Linked DNA regions of Xenopus tropicalis: regions 2 and 3 are each linked to region 1. Evidence: chromatin contacts called from public Hi-C data. All regions are on one chromosome and are shown on one strand. The core of a region is the stretch at or near the end of the contact, and the rest is flanking DNA. Distances in the headings are between cores, read along the strand shown. Region 1 holds the start of cmip (C-Maf-inducing protein). Region 2 overlaps cmip (C-Maf-inducing protein). Region 3 overlaps cmip (C-Maf-inducing protein).

Evidence for each region. A called contact is a pair of places that touch in the nucleus more often than the background predicts.
Region 2: a Hi-C map of liver shows a contact between it and region 1, with 4 times the contacts expected there. The contact joins the enhancer-like site here to the promoter of cmip in region 1. A contact is called at or near these places in 4 of 5 Hi-C or Micro-C datasets (brain, gastrula embryo, liver and 1 more).
Region 3: a contact with region 1 is called in a Hi-C map of gastrula embryo, with 1.6 times the contacts expected there. The contact joins the enhancer-like site here to the promoter of cmip in region 1. A contact is called at or near these places in 3 of 5 Hi-C or Micro-C datasets (brain, gastrula embryo and liver).

The regions. Positions count from the first base shown.
Region 1 is chr4:52,528,373-52,533,261 of UCB_Xtro_10.0, reverse strand. It overlaps cmip (C-Maf-inducing protein), which reads left to right and starts at 2,750. Exons shown (of 21, transcript XM_004913537.4): 1 at 2,750-4,071. The coding sequence starts at 3,775.
Region 2 is chr4:52,425,424-52,430,312 of UCB_Xtro_10.0, reverse strand. cmip (C-Maf-inducing protein) reads left to right here. Exons shown (of 21, transcript XM_004913537.4): 11 at 4,191-4,256. Among named protein-coding and RNA genes, the nearest start is that of dnaaf1, 42 kb to the right of the region's middle. Within about 2 kb of position 2,587, at least 3 of the 11 cell types and tissues checked have an H3K27ac peak or open chromatin away from gene starts, as enhancers often do. A contact at or near this core is called in liver, where this site is marked.
Region 3 is chr4:52,463,688-52,468,576 of UCB_Xtro_10.0, reverse strand. All of the region lies in intron 3 of cmip (C-Maf-inducing protein), which reads left to right. Among named protein-coding and RNA genes, the nearest start is that of cmip, 64 kb to the left of the region's middle. Within about 2 kb of position 2,481, at least 3 of the 11 cell types and tissues checked have an H3K27ac peak or open chromatin away from gene starts, as enhancers often do. A contact at or near this core is called in gastrula embryo, where this site is marked.

The sequences.
Region 1 (4,889 bases), core at 1,501-4,000:
ATCATAACAGTTATTATGGGAAGACGTTCTGTGTGCACAACACAGAACGTCTTCCCATAATAACTGTTATGATGGCATAACGTCATTTCCGCAATCAGCAGCTCCCGCCCGCCGTGCCTTGCATTATCCCTTGAAAGCCAATTTTTTGTGAAATCCCTTATGCGGCCCAGCCTCATCCTGACTTTGCCTCCTGCGGCCCCCAGGTAAATTGAGTTTGAGCCCCCTGCTTTAAACTGTTCTGAGATGCTTTTATTTATAAGTTAATACTAATATATTCTAAAATCTACCGCTAGGTGGAGCATGCAAACAGAGTTGAGAAAACTTCTTAAGAAAATCCTTAGAAAATAGCATTGCTGCAAAAGCTTCACTCAATCTGGAAACTAGCTCTCTCAGCATTCCTGTCACTCTTGCCAGGTTAATGGCGGGAGAACGAAGATTAGAGAGTGGGTGGTGCCCAGATACTCCGGAAAGCAGGACTTCAAGTTCAAGAATTTGTCACATACAAACACAATAGTGGGAAACTGGCATTTCAGATAAAAGATCCCATACCTGCACATTTTGTATTAGATATAAAACATTATTGTGTATCAAAAAAGTATGTGTTTACATTGTGTCATTTTGCACATTGAATTTTTCCTGCCAAAGTATTGCTAAAATTGTTACTACAGTGTGTGTACTACTACTATTGTTGGTATTATTATATATAAGTGCTACAATAGTCATCAGCCCTTTGAAAATGACAGTATGTAATGTTTCTAGTTAAAGGAGCAGTTATGCCATAAAGTGAAAATGTTTTTGTAACCATGAATGGCATTTTATCCTTGCTTTAGTTACTGAACATCACCTAAAACCATTGTATTCTACACATCTTATCTGCCAAGTAAATTAAGACCCTAGAGCCTATAGTTTCAACTTTAATGGCTGCCCCCATGGGATGAAGCGAACACACAGTTTTATCAGTGCTAAGTAAAATTATATTAAATAAACCCATTTAAATTTTTATTGGTCATTTAAAACTATGTAGTGTGTGACAAATACTTATTTTAGGCTCATCGCAAGTTTCCTCCTGCAAGCAACTTTGTGCGACTTTGGAAAGCAAAGCAACGCATATGTCTTCCCACCACCAAATTTTGTTGCCGGTGGAAAGGCATTTAAGGGAAATTAGCTGCCCACGATAGCAGAGATTTATAATGGGGACTAATCTCCCCATGGGACATAAGCTTCAGAGAATTCCGAGTAGGGTGTGAATATGGGGGCATTCTAAGAGGATATCAGTGTGTTTATTTATGGCAAGCAAATACATTGACTGAGGCAGAGTTTAGTGAAATGTTACCACTCAGCTACTAGTAAAGCTTATTTTAGTGATATATTGATTACGTACCACTGTAAGACCGTACCTGCTACAGTCTGCATAAGGCAGGACATGTCTCTTTTTTTGCACAGATTTAATTAAAGGAGACTATAAGGAGTGGGACTTCTTGGAGGTGCCATGAGATCTGCATATAAAGCATAGCAAGGGACTACTGGGTGTTTAGGAAGCCATCAATTCAGGTTAGAATGCTCCCGTCTTCCTTTAACATGATAAGGCAGACATAATGGAAATACAGGTATTACTGATGTCACAGTTCCAGATTAAGTTACACACATTTTGAATAAACTTCCCAATTATAGTGGTCTTGCCAATAATGTCTGCATATTACCCAAGTTTGAAAGGATTGTGGCAGGGGTTCCCACATTTAATTGATGTATTGCAGTTCTACCTAAGTGTTACACTGCCAAAGAAATATAACTCTTTTGTATAAGACTGTAAGATAGAAGAAAGTGTTGCGTTTAAATGAACAACATCTGTTTCTCAGTCTTTGTATTAAAATTCTAATTGGAAAGTAAACAATTGGTTTAATGGACTTTAAATAATATATATGCGAAAGCTGTTTTGTGTAAAATGGATTACACATACCATTTTAGCTGACAATATCAGTCCTTTAGGACAAGCAAGCAGATCATACAGTGTATGGCCACCTTTAGGCACAGATTTACTAAGACACGGATGCTCGGAGCATTCATTCGAAAGCTCCGAGCGTATTTTCTGCGAATTTTTTGACGCCCTCACAACTTTTTCGTACGGAAAGGTTTTCCCGCTGTTTACAATCGTTCGGTACGAAAATTTTGTGACTTTCGGATCGCCAATATGATATTATCGTGACTAATGCGATTTTTTCGTAAGCATTTTCGCGATATTTGCGATCTTCAGAAATTTTCGTATCCAATCCGAATTTATCCCATTCGGGATTCAAACTCGTGATTTCATGAATCTGCCCCTTAGTCTTTAACTGTACTTTGTATATATTATTGTAATGTTCCCTGTTTGTTCTATTAATTTATTTATTTTTCTGCTGTTACAGTGCTGCATACATAAGTAGCACCATATAAACAAAAATATACATTGTTTGTCAGATCAGTCCTGTAACCAGGTATGTGTCTAAAAAAAATTAGAATATCAATACTTTATAAAAAGACCCCCAGTAAGAAGTAAATCTGTGAAAAGACCAATTTTTAGGCAACACACCTGAAGTAAAAATAAATGCAAGGAGGAGAGGGCCAAGCAGGAAGCACAGCCCTGTTATCATGCAGTGAGTGACAGGGCACATCAGAGTGCAAGTCCCGGACCCGCCCTGAGTATTTCTGGCCCTGCAATCTCCACATGCCATTCACTCACTGCATAGGTCACCCACCCGGAAGCGCAGGGATCACATGGATCTGCATCTATTTCTAAGTCTGTCTGTGCTGTTTTTAAAAAAAATCTTAGCGGAGAGACAAGTGGTACCATAACAAACGCCACATTCCTAGAGCCTCTCGCAGCCTGCAGGGGGGAAGGGGGGTCTCTGCTTGGTAACCAGAGATGATTAGCGAAACACATCGCATTAGCTGACACAGAGCTTTACGGAGAGGCTGTTTAAACAACGATGTCTAAGAACGTTAAGCAGGGCTCGTTCCAAATCCCCACTGATCAGGGATAAGTTCCTAATCAGCTGACCCTATTTATTTCCCCACACGCTATTATTCGCTTGTAACGAGATTGCGAAACATAATGTATGCGCTGATTTATGCTTATTGCAAGTTTGGACCGTGTTAACACGCTCAGGTGTTTTAAAAATGTCGGCCAGGATGTGCCCTACTCCTGTCCCCAACTCCCCCCCCCCTCCGCGTTCTCCTATTTATGACACCCTCCCCTGCAGCAGACACACAGAATGTGCATCCTGATCTGCTCGCTTCTGCCATTGACGTCATTGGCTAACCACATGACGCAGCGAGAGCCAATCAGAGGGAAGCAGCTCCTGCAATCTTTTAGCAATTGCTTCTCAGTGGCACACACACATACACATCCCCACACTCACACATATACACACACAAGCACAAATGAACACACACTAACACAGGCAATACACAGATACATGCAGGAAAAAAGGAAACAGAGCTCTGATCACAGACAAAGGGGACCCAAGGCAGGCTTCCCCTCACTGCTAAGATCTGGCTCTTGTTGCTTCACACCTTGGATAAAATATGGATTTAATTAAGTAGGACACTGGAATTCCCCAGCACCAGCTTCCTGGGGGGGACTGCTGAGATTTTAAGGCTTTTATTTTCTTTTTAGGGGTGGATTTTTTTAGGGGATCTGCTGTCTTCTGGCGTTCGGATTTTTGTCCCCTTCCTCTCTGCACTCTTTGTTGTTGGGATTTAATAAAAGAAGGAATATATCCAGTCTCACTGGCTGCCATGGATTTTACTAACAGCTCATGTGGAGGCAGTGAGCACAGGCAGATAGAGGAGAACAAGCCACTGCTGGGGGAGATGTCTGCTACAGGGGGCAGTAAGATGGGAGCTGTACCATGTAGGAGATCCCTCCTGCACTTCAGTGGCATGAGGTATAAACTGCTCCAAGAAGGGGACATTCAGGTCTGCGCTATAAGGCACCCCCGGACCTTTCTCAGCAAGATCCTCACCTCCAAATTCCTAAGGAGGTGGGAACCTCATCACCTGACCCTGGCAGATAACAGCCTGACCTCAGCCACGGTAAGTCTGTTTGATGGTCTGTCACATACCAGGGGTGTCCAGTCAGCAGCCAGCATCCCTACCAGTCTAGGCAGGATTCTGGGAGTTGTAGTGTAGCAGCTGTGGAGAGCAGTATTCCTGAATTGTACAGTAAAGTAGCAAAGATTATATATATATATATATATATATATATATATATATATCAGCAGCATTGTTTAACCATAGCTTTTACATGTGTGGTTGGAAATTGTTGAAGGTGTATTCATGTAAATGAGTGGGAGAAAGTCTCCTATTATGAACAGAAACCCTCCAAAGCCTCCCTTTATTGTGTTCAAAGATCAATAAAAGGGCTTTGTATTTATTCAGCACTGTACGCTGCTGTTCATACAGAATGCAGGTGCACCAGCCATGCTGTAGCTAAGGTGGGCATTTCTGCATCACTGTATATACATTTTCAAGGCAACACTACCTTTAGACAATAATTCAACCTTGCAATTAGTTATTTAAGTTTATGAATATTGATATTACAAATAAAAGGTGTAAATATACTCTTTTGAATAGACTAGCAGTTTTTTTTTAACCAATAACAGAATTTCAGTTAATTTTACCTGGCAGTACAGGCACGTACGGTTTTTCTATAGTTTCCATTTATTGTTTTCAAGCTATATATTTTATCCCTACATTTATATATTTTGTGTGTTTTTCTTTGGTGTTCCTACTATCTATTTTGCCACATGCAACTGACTAATTTAGGCAGGAGGTGGGTGTATAGTTATGGCAAGTTGCCCATTATCAGATAATGCCCATGAATCTGTGTACAGCATGAGCAGGGGATGCAA
Region 2 (4,889 bases), core at 1,338-3,837, 100 kb after region 1:
AACTGTGGTTTGGTTATGTTGTGGTGTGGGGGGGAAGCTATGATGAATTGAAATAGTGTATAAATGTGTTAACCTGCTTTCCACAGCAGCCAATGGAAAGCTGGCTGTGTCAGTCACACTGGGCTGGGGGTGTTGCAGTCCAGACCAGTGTGACTGGTGGTGGGTTTTGGAAAAAAAGTGTAGTGCTTTAGTAGTTATATGGGTACGATTACTATCATTGATAGGAACCTGTCAATATGACTTTAAAGAGAATCTAAAAGAATAAATAGATGTAAACTTACTCTTTGTGCTTCTCTGAGCACTTTTACATTAATTTTCTATTTGTAATTTTTTGGCTTGGCAGCTCCTTTTAAAGGCCAAGAGTGTCACCAACACAGACTGTCTATGTATTTTCTGTGCACATAATGGATTCAGTTAACCGCTGGGTTGCTGATTCTTATTTGAGCTAAAAGCTGCATATATCCAAGAAACTGCTGAAAAGTAATGAAAAAGTGATCAGACAAGCACATCAATTAATTGCTTGAGTTTAGATCTCTTTTATATCTGTCAGTTCATCTTACACACCAGCAGGGGCATAATTAAAGGAGAAAGAAAGGTAAAAACTAAGTAAGCTTTATCAGAAAGGTCTATGTAAATACAGCCATAAGCACTCACAGAAACGCTGCACTGACTTCTCTGTGAAAAGAGTAAGTTCCTAAATAATTAGCAATTTAAGAATATCTTGGTAGAAATGGTCAAATTAGCAATGTTTTTATTCCCTAAATTTAATTTGCTGTGGGGCACAGTAGCATCTAGTCATGCCACTGCACTCCAGCTAAAATTTTCCCAATCTAAAAGTAATTTAATAATGATTTAATAAGCACAGAAGTAAGCCTGTTTGGGAATTCTTGGGTGAGAGTTGTTGAGGTTGAATGTTGGGCAGGCATGACACAGTATTTTTAGGCATAAACAAAAATCTTTAGCACACCAGTTACATACATGTTCTCAAAGGGTGCTTAACTTCCACAGCCGCTCCCAAGCCTTTTTTCCATGTATCTTTGCAAAGGGGAAGAAGCACTCCAGTGTGTCGGCAATGCCTTTAAATCATTTATTTGCAGAAATGAACAAACAGCACAAGCTTTCGGGGGTGACCTGAAGAAGCTTATTCTGCAAATAAATGATTTAAAGGCATTGCCGACACACTGGAGTGCTTCTTCCCCTTTGCAAAGATACAGTATTTTTAGGCACCATGTTCATTATCAGTGAGCATATGGGCCCCAAACTGTTGGATTAGCTATCTAAAGTCTATTCATTTTAACTCATTTTCTAAGGTTTAATTATGAACTGGAGGTTTAACTTAAGAAAACCAGTTAAATATTTAAAAACAGATAAAGATCTAGGGTTGAACTCCCCCAGTGAAGGGAGGCCTTTATGGACCTGTTACCGAGAGCAGAACGTATGTTCTTTTAGCCGACCTAATCAGTATCTTTCTGAGGCCCAATCGGTCGATTAGGGAGACTGATGTTTTGACCCTGTACACAGATGAGCGCGCTGATGACTTAGGAGTCAGAAGAGACCAAGTTGGTAGGCAGTATCAGCCTCCTATGGTCAGATTTTGTTGTAGTGCTGTTACAGGTAGCTAGGTGCAACATCTGCCACTAGAAACCGTTACCTGCAATGGTTTACTATATTCTGGATATGTTTGCAATGGATACACCTTAGGCAGTAACTCTGCTGTTTCTGATACCAGCGGTAGATCTGGTTAAGAGTTTCTTCTGCTCAAGCTCATTTTCATTTTCTGAGAAATTGGGAAACCACTTCTCTAAATCAGAAAACATCTGATAGGAAATTGCGTAAGTCTGTGGCATTTAGCAAAATATGATGTCCTTTAAGAAAAAAGGAAATGATGTTAGAAGGCTCGGTTCAACTCTTCCCCCATAAACCACTCCGCTAAGCTAAGGTATACATTCTCAAATGCTATGGCAGCATGCTGTTAAAAAGGCTGGCTGTTTGCACTTGTAAATCCAGCCAGGTACCAGGAATCAGCCACTCGCTGCCATTAAAGGTTTTGGATCGATTGATAAGCTAAGAATGCTGGGAGCTGAAGAACACAACATGAATTTAACATTTTTCCTTTTCTTTTGAGACCCTTGTTGTGCTGGCAGACTGCATTGAAAGTGTAATTCAAAGAGGCTGCCAAGACCTTAATGACATTACCTGTCCAGAGCAGCAGAAACATGCGCCTAACAATTTGTTCTGCTGGCCCTGTTCCTTGACTTCGAGGCAGATAAAGCAACTGGTTTCCTGGGAGGCTGTTTTAGTTATATGTTAGCCTAGTGCCACACTTGCATATGCTTGTGTGCATCTGGGCATTGACAGACATCGTGACACATGGAGCGGATTTCAGTGCAAAAAAAGCATACCTGCGTATTTCTTTGCTGAAAAATGTTCCGTGTGTTTGTACTGAGGCCAACACAGTGCCTGTTAGTGCCTAGACACGCAAAAGAGTATGGACTGTTTCTTGACCTCTGCTTAGAAGCAGGCTGAGAAACAGCCCAGTGTAGTACTGGCCTTTTATCAACTGGTTCCTGCTGTTCTATATGGCAGCTAGAAGCTTATCTTACTGATGCAGGAAGTGTCTCCTTGCTCTCCGCTGCTCTGTTCTGTTGCTCAGTGTGACAGGAGAGAAGCTTTAGGAAATGTTTTCTGTATCAGTAACCTTCTGGTGACTCTCCAGCTGGTTGATTTACAAAATTATTTTCCAAGGGTCTCCAACTTGTAGGTGGGCCCATTTCTCTGAACCACAGAAAGCAGCCCAGTCATTATTTCAACCCATTTCAACTAAATACACTAATTACCCCTCTACCTGAACGTTCATGAAACTTAATACATTTGTGTCTAAATATTTTTTATTGGCATTGGTTAAAAAAAAAAAAGAAAGAAAGCTTTGATTAAAAAAAAAAAATTTTCATTGGAAATGTTGGACTTTAGGATTAAAACCCTGAAATTAAAATTATATTTAATTATCCAGGTTTGGAAAACCACACCTAAAGGAATGAATTACAGTATGACTATTATTTTCTGTTTTATGTTCTATGTCTATCACCAAAACAGGTGATAGTAGATGTGCACATAGATTAGCATTGCTGCCTTGCTGCACTGGGTTCCTAGGTTCAATTCCAGCCATGACACCTTTCTGACAGTAAAAGTCAGGTATTTTTTGTGCCGCACATATCTACCTGCTGGAACTGAACATTGACAGACTAGAACTCTTTTCCATGAGGTAACAAATTTCACAGGTGATTTCTTAAAAATACAAATTGAATTCTGGAAACCTTCACTTGCAGATATAAAACTGTCTCTGTCCTCTAGTTATTGTGAAGAGCTTTACGGACTTACCATGTCTTTGTGGTAAATGCACATTTCTCTGTTTTGTGGTCACAAAAGTAGTGTGTTGTTTCTATCATAGAAAATATCTCTTCTGCAGAGTGACATTTAGAATTGTAGTATTTATTCTTTTAATACTGTAAATGTGTTCTCCTAAAGATGGAAATGTATGGTTAATTCTATATATAGTATATGACCAGTATGCTTTCCGCAATGTGCAATCCTATTGCTCAGATCACTTGGATTTATTGTTACCTTTTTAGCTGTTAAACAAGAAGACGGAGACTGTTTAGGCTTTTATAGGAGTAAAGGTCTCCTTGCACATTTGCAGTTGTGGAAAGGCATTCTGGGAAATACAAACAAAAAGAAATATGATAGTCAAAGCGAGAGAATGCAAGGAATTACAGCTCTGCGCATGGCAAGCAATAGATTGTATTTATAGATGAAGATGGCTAGCAATGAACAGTGGGAGTTATAGTTCCCACTGTCATTCTTTAATTATGCTCTTTTATTTTCTTTTACATTACTAGTCCAGCTTTCTAATATTTATATAGTTTATACCCTGCCATAGAGAAACCCAAGACTTGCAATGTTAGCCAGAATAAAAATAAAAATAGGGATGTGAATAACAGGAAATGGATTCTTCCATAGAAGCATAACAAGTGCTAATAAGTCTTTTTCCTAAAACAAACTTTTTACTTTACTCAGTATTTATTTTACTCATTTTTTTGTGATATTCATAATATATATAATAAATTGATATACCATGCTGGAGTATTAGATTAAGAAATCCACAATAACAATATGCTTTTTTTTTATTATAGGTCAGACTACGATGATTGGAGGCCAGCCTTGGCCATTCTTCTGCAGCCCATCCCCTTCCCCAAAGAGTAAGTTGAACTCTCGGAATTAAGCACTGATCCAATGGCAATAGGTGATATGTATGCATGACTGCTCACACCTTGCGTCTATCTTTAGTAAAGCTATTGTATTAAATGGGGTATGGATATAAATGCAGCTTCTGTGAGTTGTGACACACAAAAAGTGTTTTGCTAAATATTTAAACAGAAACGCAGTTATATTGTAGTATAAAGGTCATGCTATCTTCATGCATTGTATTTACAGAAAAATCCCATGTTGAGGTAATGCCACTAAAAGAGTTGAAGTGTTCCATGTTTTGATGACCTCAAGGCAGATTTGTCCCCTTTGAAGCTGCAAGGCTGCTCGGATGGCTTACTAATGAGCACTCGTGCTTAAGAAAACATACCTGAGAGACTAAAGATTACCATCCTTAATTGTCCCATTTATCAGTGCGCCATCCCCACGAGGCCTTCCTCCTTCTCACACACATTATGTGCAACCTGTTCAGGTGCTCCAGCTGCAGTCAGTAAAAACATGTTGGCGTCATTTAGCCAAATCAGGCTTTTTAGCAACTCACCAGGGGCCATTTTCTTCCACTGTCATGATGCAACGTACCTTGCAAAGTGACCTGTAATTGTTCTTCCACTCATTAGTAAAGCTGT
Region 3 (4,889 bases), core at 1,232-3,731, 64 kb after region 1:
CGTAAACGTCAGGAAAACCTTTCTGACTTTGATTCCTTCTGTGCATGTTTTTGGAAGCTCCCATAGGACTCAATGGCACTCTGCAGCTCCAACCTGGCCAAAGGAAAGTCACAATACCGAAGCTTGAATGAATCAGAAACTTTCGTACTCGTTGCGACAATACGATTTTGTTGCGTAATTTTTTGACGCACAGTACCAAAAAGTCGCACAAATTAGCGCAAAAAATGGGCGAAAATACGCAAGGTATGAAAAAATAAAAAATTTTTGTATTCGGAGGCAATTGTGCTTTGATAAATGGGCCCCTCAGTGTATTTACCACTTGCCTTCGCATGCTTTTTTTTTTTTATAGACGTGGAGAAAGGTGGGTCTGCTCTTATGCACACATCCCCATCGCATACCTTCCAACTGTCCTGATTTTCGTGGGACAGTCCCTCTTTTGACAGCTTAACCCGCAGTCCCGGATTTTTACAGAAAAGTCCATCATTTCCTTTTGATCTCCTGCACTGAAACTAAAAAAGATACAAATTTAATCAAAAGTATCTTTTGGCACAGAGCCCAGAAATCTTAACGAGCGTCACCTGCACTTAGAAACATTGTTTCTCACTTGTAAATAAATAAGAAGCCTTTGGCAGAGAGCACAGAAAAGTAAAATGATACAATTGTAACTAATAAGCTAAACAGGTCTCTTGGGGGAACTGAGACTTGCAGCTTAAAGAATAAGTAAACCTTTTTTTTTCTATCAGTAAAATTACTCTAAACAGCCTCCAGAATTACCTACGTTTGTCCCAGCATTCTCTCTGACCTGGTTCCTCAGTCAGAAGGTGTTCTTTCTCTTTGCTTCCTTGTGCAGAGTGAAGCCCCGCCCCTACTCCCTGTTCAGTTCTCTCTTCAATTCGACAACCTTGTCGGAGTGGAGAGCCTTCTGCGCATGCCTGGAGGCAGCAGGAGCCAGTCTGTGCATTAGCAGGGTTTTTTTTTTTTTTGATGAGAGACCAGAACAGGAAGTGGGGGCGGGCTTCACTCTGCACAAGGAAGCAAAGAGAAAAAACACGTTCTTACTGAGGAACCAGGTCAGAGAGAATGCTGGGACAAAGGTAAGTAATTCTGGAGGCTGTTTAGAGTAATTTTACTAAAAAAAAAAAAAAAAAAAAAAGGTTTACTTATTCTTTAAAGGGCAATTTCACCTTTTCAGCAAAACTGTAATTACACATAAAACAGGACCTCAAAAAACAGAGAAATGTGTTCAAACTTTAAATAACCTGCCAAATTTAGTCAAATGGGAGTGGTATTTAGGGGGTGTGGTTCCAAAAATTAGGTGTGGTCCAAAAATTTGCCGCACTGCGCACAGCATTTATTTTTTTCCCTCTTTCCGTTTTCAAAATGTTGGGAAGTATACCATCGCACACACATCCCACAGCTCCATTGACTGGCCCGGCATCAACCTGTGTGGAGCTACACAGAGAGGATATCGGGGCAAAAATCCATACGCTTGCGTTTTTGTGCCGATATTTGCTCCACATAGCCCCACATAGGCTGATGCCGGGTCTGTTAATGGAGCTACTGGGGTGTGCACATAAGAGTGGGTCCGCTTTCTTCTGCATCCAAAAAAAATGCCAGCAGAGGAAAGTAGTGAATCCATCTAGTTTGCATTTGCCCTTAAATGTACAAATAGCTTTTTTAGATGTTTATTTTCCCATGAAAGATTTTGTTTGTGTTTTCCCTTTTTCTCTCCAGCTACCCTTTTCCTGTTAAAATATGCAACTTCTCTATTGTCTTTTTTTCTGTTTGTCATTGCTTTTTAGGGCAGTGGCACATGGGCCAAATTTGGGTGCCTTGAGCACTATGTAGCCCAAAAATGCCAAACCACCCAAAGCCATCCCCACATATAGGTATGTGTAAGTGCTTGTCAGGTGGTTTCCTGGAAAAACATTCTAGGGGTGGCAGGCTGTTGCTTTCAGTGTTGCCTTTTTTTATTTGTCCACCAAAAAATTGGCGCTTAAAGTTTTCAAAATTGCTCATTGTGCCATTGTCAACTGCTCAGGGACTGAACAGATCCTTCACTTTGCACCTGTTGCAATGAGTACTTAATTAGTGGTTGCACCTATAAAGTGGACAGGCTGGAAACCTTATATCAACTGTGAAGTCCGATAAGAAAAACAACAAAAGGTGTGCAAACACCTCTTTAAAATTTTTGCTTGCCACACACAAGCTAACTATGGAAAACTAAGAAATAATTAATGTTTCCATGAGCTTTTACCTGTATAGCCAAATTAACTGATTTATTGACTCCTTACCTCCTAGCAGAAAAATGTCCTAGTTTCTTTTGCACTTTTCACTATCCCATTCAAGCTGGTAGTTCCTAACTGTATACAAACCATTGTGTACTGATTTTTTACTTATTCACCTGATGTTAAAAGAGAGACTGTAATTTCTATAAACATACAAGTACATTCCTTTTCTACAGTTTAATCTGTATTATTATTTAACTTCCTCCACCCTATTTTTATTTCTTACTGTGAGCAACCCAGTGTAGCAATATGTATGGGGATAAACAAAGGTGTTGGGGGCAGACATATTGCACACAGGATTTGAATACAAGGGCTGTATAATTAATTTACACATTCTTGGTAGTTCCTGACTACTTCAAAGTATTATCAGAGACTCCAAGTCAAGTAGTAGACGTTTATCTGTAATTTTATGACCCAGATACTAGTTTTACCTACTTCAAAGAATCACTTCTAATCAAATGCAAAATAAGTTAGGTCTATACAGGATGCTTATCTTGGTATCTATTATTCCTAACTTATATGCTAATGTCCAAGGTGATCTAACAGCAGGAGACCCCGAAAAACAATCTGTAGGAGGGGTCTTTTGTATTTCAAAGTGGAATTGTTTATACAGTTGTTATTGGTAAAGAAACATCTAAAGAAATTAGTTGGTTAGATTAAGATACACGTTTAAACTTGTTGTGAGCCAATCAGAACCATTCCCCATTTTGGTCAATGGGATAGAAACAGTATAACCAGGGAGCTGGATTGATAATTTCTATGAGTTAGGTTAGGGAGAAGTCCTGAAGGCTGATCCCTATAGAACAGATCCTGTGGGCATATTTAAAAGGAACTCTGTATCATTTGCTGTCTCTGGGCTGGATAATCGAAATAAATTAGCTTCATCTCTGGAAAAGAACCGTGGTTGTTTCCTTTTACCTGGTTGTGGTAAATCTTGGAATATCCAGTATATTTGTAATATACTACATCTACACTATACACAACATTTTGGTGCCGTACACAACACCCAGTAATGTAATAATGTACTGCAAATTGCTGGTATCAGCCATTTAGTCCAGGTACAGTCTGTCAGGGTCTCACAGCCAGAATGTATTAGTTGCAGGTGGGAAAAATCTCACTAACAAAAGGTTAAATATAATAAAGGCTCTAAAGTTAATAAAGATTATTTGCAAAGCAGATTTATTTCCGCATTTAAGTTTTTAAGTATTAAACAGTTCCTCTTCAAGTGAGGCTACCTGCTTCCACCCGATACAGGTATGGGACCAGTTATCCATAATGCTTGGGACCTGGGATTCTCCAGATAAGGGATCTTTACATAATTTGGATCTCCATGCCTTAACTCACTCAAAAATCTGTTAATCATTAAATTATACCAGTAGGATTGGTTTGCCTCCAATAATATCTTAGTTACAATAAAAAAAGATAAAAAAAAAAGTACAAGGCACTGTTTTATTATTACAGAGAAGAAGGACATCATTTTTAAAAAATTTAATTATTTGATTAAAATGGAGTGTTAGGGAGATGGCACACTTAATTTAGCGATTTATGGATAACAGGTTTCGGATAAAGAATCCCATACCTGTGCAAAAACAGAAGCTTCACAATATATATTTTTTGCTTATAAAAATCTAAAATAACTGTTACCTCATCATCTTTTGTGTTGCCACATATTTTGGGAAATACAGGCTGCCTTTTTATTTCTTCCCTATTAATAAATATTGCATCAAATATAGTTTTTTACTGGCAGAGGCGTAAAATACTGGTGGTAACCCCACCTGCCATAACAATTTTCTCTTAACCCCCCCACCCAGTCTAATATTGCATCTTATCTAGAGACCTCCAAATGACTCTTCACTGAAAAACAACCCTGTCTCTAGTTTCTATGGTAACTCAAATGCTCTCTATATTCTCTTCAGATCAGTATTAGCATTGCCAGTGTGTTGTTTTTCACATGAAAGGACAATCCTCCATGCTTTCCAAGTCAGTTTTCTCTGAGCAGCCTGGATATTTGTTGTGTCAAATTCTAGATGTAGATAATGGTCACTGCAGTACAAACACAGAAATGCAAAAAACTGGTAACAGTTCTGTGTATTAGGTAATTAGTGTTTCTCTATAACTTACTGTATTGCTTAGTCAGAGCTGTCACCCCCCCAATTTTCCAGGAATTACCAGATTTTTCCTCCAACTCCCAAAATGCCATATCAATTGCACATGCGTGTGACACCACTTCTGGTAGCAAGTACATGCATACTGATGTCACTTCTGGCTAGTTGGAAAAAATGTTGCTGCCATTCTAGCATGACCTGCAGTTTGTCTGGGGTTGAAAGGTCTGCTTAGTGACAGGACGAGATACCATTTGCCATCCGAGAGTCCTGTCAGTGGCTAATAATGTCTGTAGGCTACAGACTTATGGGTTGTTACAAACATATAAGAAATTTGTAATATGCAAAATGTGCAGATGTAACATAGCTTTAATGGTTCTGTGTAGGGCATTAGCTATATTGGTGCTTGTCTCCTTTTGTTGGGTGGGTCGGCAGGTATTGCAAGTCCCCTACTGACATCAGAGAGTGGCTCAGAGCAATTGCATCATTGACTTGCATT